2 separate regions of the Callithrix jacchus genome follow, and region 1 is linked to region 2. Evidence: chromatin contacts called from public Hi-C data. All regions are on one chromosome and are shown on one strand. The core of a region is the stretch at or near the end of the contact, and the rest is flanking DNA. Distances in the headings are between cores, read along the strand shown. Region 1 has its middle 10 kb from the start of RNASE1. Region 2 overlaps RNASE4 (ribonuclease A family member 4).

Region 1 (2,700 bases), core at 114-2,613, 63 kb after region 2:
AAAATGTATCCTAGGCTGGGTATGGTGGCTTATGCCTGTAATCCCAATATTTTGGGAGACTGAAGCAGGTAGATTGCTGGTGACGAGGAGTTCGAGACCAGCCTGGCCAACACAGGGAGACCTTGTCCCTACTAAAAATTTTAAAAATTAGCCAGGCATGGTGGCTTGCACGTGGACCAGCCTGCGCACTGTAGGAGAAACCTTGTCTCTCCCAAAAAACAAAACAAAACAAAAATTAAATTACCTGGGTGCGATGGTACATGCCTGTAGCCCCAACTACTCAGGAGACTGAGGTGGCAGGATGGCTTGAGCCCAAGAGGGTGAAACTGCAGTGAGCCATGATCAAACCACTGCATTCCAGCCTGGGTGACAGAGTGAGACCTTGTCTCAAAAACAAAAACAAAAAAACAAAAATCCATCCTATTCCAAGTCAACATGTATCTATATTACTCTGAATGGCTCTACAGTATTTCATGTTATGGATATATCATAATTCATAAAATAAATTCTGTATTTGGGGACATTTATAAGATTTACAACTTTTTACATGTACACTGTCTTCAATAAAAACTCATATATTTGCATTTATACTCTTGAGTCATAGGGCAGATTCCCTCTGAAAATAAACCCTGAGATTAAAATGTTCATTTAAGATGTTTACTGGGGAGAAATCTTGGAGCAATACCTGCAGAGGGAGTGAAGGAAGCATAATTGGATGGGGGAGGTAGAACTTTCATGCAGTCACAACAAAGGTCTTGGCCAATCCCATAGGAATGCTAGCTTTCTCTAGAACTAGATTGACCTTCAGAATTAAGGTAAAGGGACCAAGCCTTTATATCCCCTCACCATTTATTAGATGTGGACTGCCCCTGGGGAAGAGGCTTTACTTTTAGCAGGATGGTTCTCTGCCACTGTTACAGTCTCACCAATGCACCACAATGTAGCAGTCTCTTGTTGCCCAAGGTAAAAACACTAAAACCTTTCTCACTAAAACCTTTCCCAATTCTCCCCCACCCTATTCAGACAAACTTTTGCTTCTAGATAATCAAAAAGAACAACAAATTCAAGCCACATTAAATACATTTGAAGAAGGAAGTGTATACATTCAAGAGGGGGAAAATTATTAAAACAAGTAGTTTGGACAGTTCCTCTCCAAAGAGTTTCACTTTGTTACAAACAAGGTGTTCTTCTCCAACAGGTTTTTACTTCCTTGTTCCATCTGTCCTCAAGTCTTATTTCCCTGTTCTTTGCCTAAATTAATCTTGCTTGCCAATCTATCAGCCTCTCCCACCCTGCTATGCTCAGGCATGCCTACCAAGAAATCACCCCCTCTCAGCTATAAGAGCTTTTCCTGCTGTAACAGCTTTTTCCCACCAAAACTAATCTTCCCAGCTTCCCACAGATATAACCCGTATTCCTGCAGTTTTCAAGTTATCCAATCGGGTTCAGCTTAGATTGTGCAGTCTTGTCATTAACACATTCTATTAAAAGCTGACAAATCCACTCCTCATTGGACCTGAATTTTGGCCAGAAAATTGAGGGTTTGAGGATAGGCTCTCAAGTCCAAATAAAACAACAATATTTTATCATTTGCTGATTCTTTTATATTTATTATCTTTCCAATATTTTAACATAAGTTCCAGAAGAGTAACAGGAGGAATTTTATCATCTGATTGGCTCTTTATCTTCCCTGTCTTACTTGAAACATTTCCCATCTTGAAGGTTTGGGGTGGTGCCCAACTAGGATGGGCCTTTTCCGTGGAGTTTTCAACCCCCCTTACTGGAGGTTTCTAACACTCCTGGTTGCAGGGTTGGGGTGGGAGCTCAACTTCTTCTATTAGAAGTTTCTTGCCCTGCCTTCCCTTGGAGGCTTGCCTAGTCTCAGCCTCTCCTATCAGAAGTTTCTTGCCTTCTCTTTCCCTGGGGGTTTTGTTAAAGCTCAACCTCTCCTATTAGGTCTCTTGCCTTTCCTTCTCTGGAGGTTTAACCCCACCTGATGGAGGCTTCTTGCACAGCTCTCTCTTCACTTCCTCTGCTCTGGCCACTTCCCTCAAGGGACTGCTTCAGACTGCTTCGAGGAGCCGTATGAGGTGACCATGGAACCACAAAATGGACTCACTCACTCACTCCACATGCACTTTCAACCTCCAGAATCTTCCCCCCTCAACCTCCCAACCACCAAGGAAATACTTTGCCACTCCTCTGACACTTCTTACCTTGGTCTGTGCACAGAGTTACCTGGTCACTATGGTGTTAAAAGCCTTTTCTCCCCTGTTGCTGAGAGTCCAGGTTAATTCATCACACAGGGTGAGTCTCGATTCCTTTCCCCTGAGGTCACCACAATGAGGCAGCAGGATGCATCTCCTCATGAGAGGTGATCAGAGACTCTTTTCCCAGGGGGAGAATGAAGTCCCCATATGGGCCACCAAATTCGTTGGGAACAAATGCTCGGTGCTGCAAAGAAGAATCAGCAGTGAGACAAAGGATCTCTCAGCAAGGCAAATTTACTTTCTGCAGAAAGAGTGCTACTCGCAGATGGAGTGATGGCAAGCACACATAGAACAAAGGAGAGCAAGAGTTTTTATTATCTCTTAATGCAGCTTGAACCTGTTACTGTGTCCTGCCTCCTTTAGCTGGAGTTGGACTGCAGAATCTAAGCTCAACCCAGCTGGCTAACTTGAAAAGTGCGGGAATGCGATT
Region 2 (2,700 bases), core at 128-2,627:
TGTCATGGTTATTTTATGTAAATTTCTAAAAACCAATTACATTAGTTTCTCTGTAATCTTTTACTTTATCAATTAATGTCAGGGAAGTGTGATGTTTTGGGGAAGTTATGAAAAGATTCTGGCTGGGCACGGTGGCTCACGCCTGTAATCCCAGCACTTTGGGAGGCCCAGGCAGGCAGATTGCCTGAGGTCAGGAGTTCGAGACCAGCCTGGCCAACATGGTGAAACCCTGTCTCTACTAAAAATACAAAAATTAGCCGGTGTGATGACAAGCACCTGTAATCCCAGCCACTCAGGAGGCGGAGGCAGGAGAATTGCTTGAACCCAGGAGGTAGAGGATTCAATGAGCCAAGATCATGCCATTGCACTTCAGTCTGGAGGACAAGAGCAAGACTTTGTATCAAAAAAAAGAGAGAGAGAGATGGAGAGTATTATGGCCAATAATGAAACCCCATCTCTACTAAAAATACAAAAATTAGTTGGATGTGGTGGTGTGTGCCTGTAGTCTTGCTACTCAGGAGGCTGAGGCAGGAGAATCACTTGAACCTGGGAGGCAGAGGTTGCAGTGAGCCAAGATCACACCCAGCCTGGTGACAGACGGAGACTTCATCTCAAAAAAACAATTCCAAGTTTACCCCTTATTCTCCTTCAAGATTTATTTTTAAGTAAACATAACTTAACACTCTCATTGTAAAACACACTGTTCAATCAGTGGTTAGCTTCCTGTTACCTAATTTCTGTCAATAAGTGCCTGGATATTTTATTTAGAAAGTGGTTGCCAATAAATTAGTTATAAATCACCAGTTTCACTGCCTTGTGAACACATAATTATTGTGATCTCATTATTCCCTGTGGTGGCCTCTCCTGCTCCCAATATTGCCCTGAAATGGGCCAAAAGCCCTGGCTTCCCAGGACTCAGGTTATAGAGCACGGTCCAGGTACCACCTCGGAAAGCCCAGCCTCACTGCAGGTATTTACACTTAGAAATGGGTTTGAGAAGTAGGTTGCTGGTGTGTTCTCAGCACGGGGATCTCTCTGGATTAGTCTATTTCAAAATGGAAAACACTGTCATTTCCTAAGAAAATAGAAAAAAGTATTCCAAACATCTCTTATTAGAAAATTACCATATTACAAAATCTCAAAAGCCTCTCAGAAAATGAGGAAGTCACAGTTTTTGGCAAACTATGTGGGCCCTTTTCTCGAATTTTCCAACCAGTACTAGCTCCTTGAGGTGAGACAAAGTTACTCAAGATCATTGCCCCCACTCAAGGCCTTCACAGGACAAGTCAAAGGCATGGACCATTATTATACTGATCACACCATAAGCTGCGAAAACTCACATCTTCTCCAAATGTCTGCCTGGAGCATTGTCACTGCATAGTCTGCTCTGGTGTTAAGGGAAATGGCTGCTTCATAGGAAATCACATGGCAGTGGGATGGGGGTGTTTCCTGACCTGCTGATGGTCCTGGCAGCTGGGTAAGCATTCCTAGTCCCTTTTGGTCTGGGCTTCTTGTTCTATCATAACCACAAGCTGTTTAAAATAAAATATCAAGTCACAGGCAGGTCATTTTATTGTAAGTAAATCATTTGAAGAATTGAAGTCCTGGTCAGCTGTGATTGTTGGCTTTGCAAGGAAAGAGAAGGAGAGCTCCAAAATGCCAAGTCCTTTGAAGGATAGTGACATGCAAGGAAGAAAATTCTATGCAATTTGGAGAGGAAAAAAGTCTCTAGGGATCTAGCAGCTGAGATATTTTATAGTTTAAAAACAGACTTCCAATTTATTGGGAACACAGCTCTACGAAATAAAAGGGGGTCAATAATATATACAACTCAGTGTAGCCATTCATTATTTTATCCAGATTGACAGAAGCAGAGGGAATCAAGAAAAATGGAAATAGTAATAAATTAATACAGTAATTGCCAACATTTGCTGAGCATGTGCCCTGTGCTCGGCCTTTTTATAGGACTTTACATTGACTTTCCCATTTATTCTTCATAGCATCCCTAAGAGGTGGGTATTATATGTCATTTTACTGATGATGAGATATGCTGAGAGAGATTAAGCAATTTTCTCATGGTCACAGCCTCAGTGTTTTAGACCACAATGTCAAAAGATGTTCTTATTGTGAGTCAGGGTGGTGCACTGGAGAAAGCATTTGGGGAAAATCCTGATCCAAAAGTATGTGTTGGGATGATGTGGAGATGATTCAATTTTCTCTTGTAGCTAGAGCTTTGCCATGCACCCCTTGGTATCTACATTGGCCTGCTGTCCTCAAATATTTTTCTATGTCTTGTTTACTTGGTTACTGTAGAAAAGCTGACATCCTGGGTTTGTTCTTGCATGAATAGGTAAGGTTTTCTCTGTAGCCACTTATCTTGCTAAACCATATTCTTGGTCACAAAGAATGAGGATAAGAGAAAGTAGATAAAACCATATAAACTGGAGGTGCCAATGGAAAAATAACCCAAAATATATTGATCTGCTGAAGCTATAATCCAAGTGCTAAGTATACCTTCAGAAGTTGTATGCATTGTTCTTGGGGCAAAGAGGAAATCAGTAAAACATCTGCCCTTCCTCCCACAACCTCTTTACTTCTTTCTCTTCCTAACACCATATCTCACATCTACAGCTGTAGGAACGCGAATATGACACAGAGCTTTATATCTCTCTGTGCAAAGGTAAAAGGTGGCTGTGGATA

The links. Hi-C and Micro-C count contacts between places; a contact is called where the count stands out from the background.
Region 1: a contact with region 2 is called in a Hi-C map of induced pluripotent stem cells, with 4 times the contacts expected there. The contact joins two enhancer-like sites. A contact is called at or near these places in 3 of 3 Hi-C or Micro-C datasets (induced pluripotent stem cells and skeletal muscle).

The regions. Positions count from the first base shown.
Region 1 is chr8:55,423,133-55,425,832 of calJac240_pri, forward strand. No RefSeq gene overlaps it. Among named protein-coding and RNA genes, the nearest start is that of RNASE1, 10 kb to the left of the region's middle. Within about 2 kb of position 1,364, at least 5 of the 16 cell types and tissues checked have an H3K27ac peak or open chromatin away from gene starts, as enhancers often do.
Region 2 is chr8:55,360,199-55,362,898 of calJac240_pri, forward strand. All of the region lies in intron 1 of RNASE4 (ribonuclease A family member 4), which reads left to right. Among named protein-coding and RNA genes, the nearest start is that of RNASE4, 16 kb to the left of the region's middle. Within about 2 kb of position 1,378, at least 3 of the 16 cell types and tissues checked have an H3K27ac peak or open chromatin away from gene starts, as enhancers often do.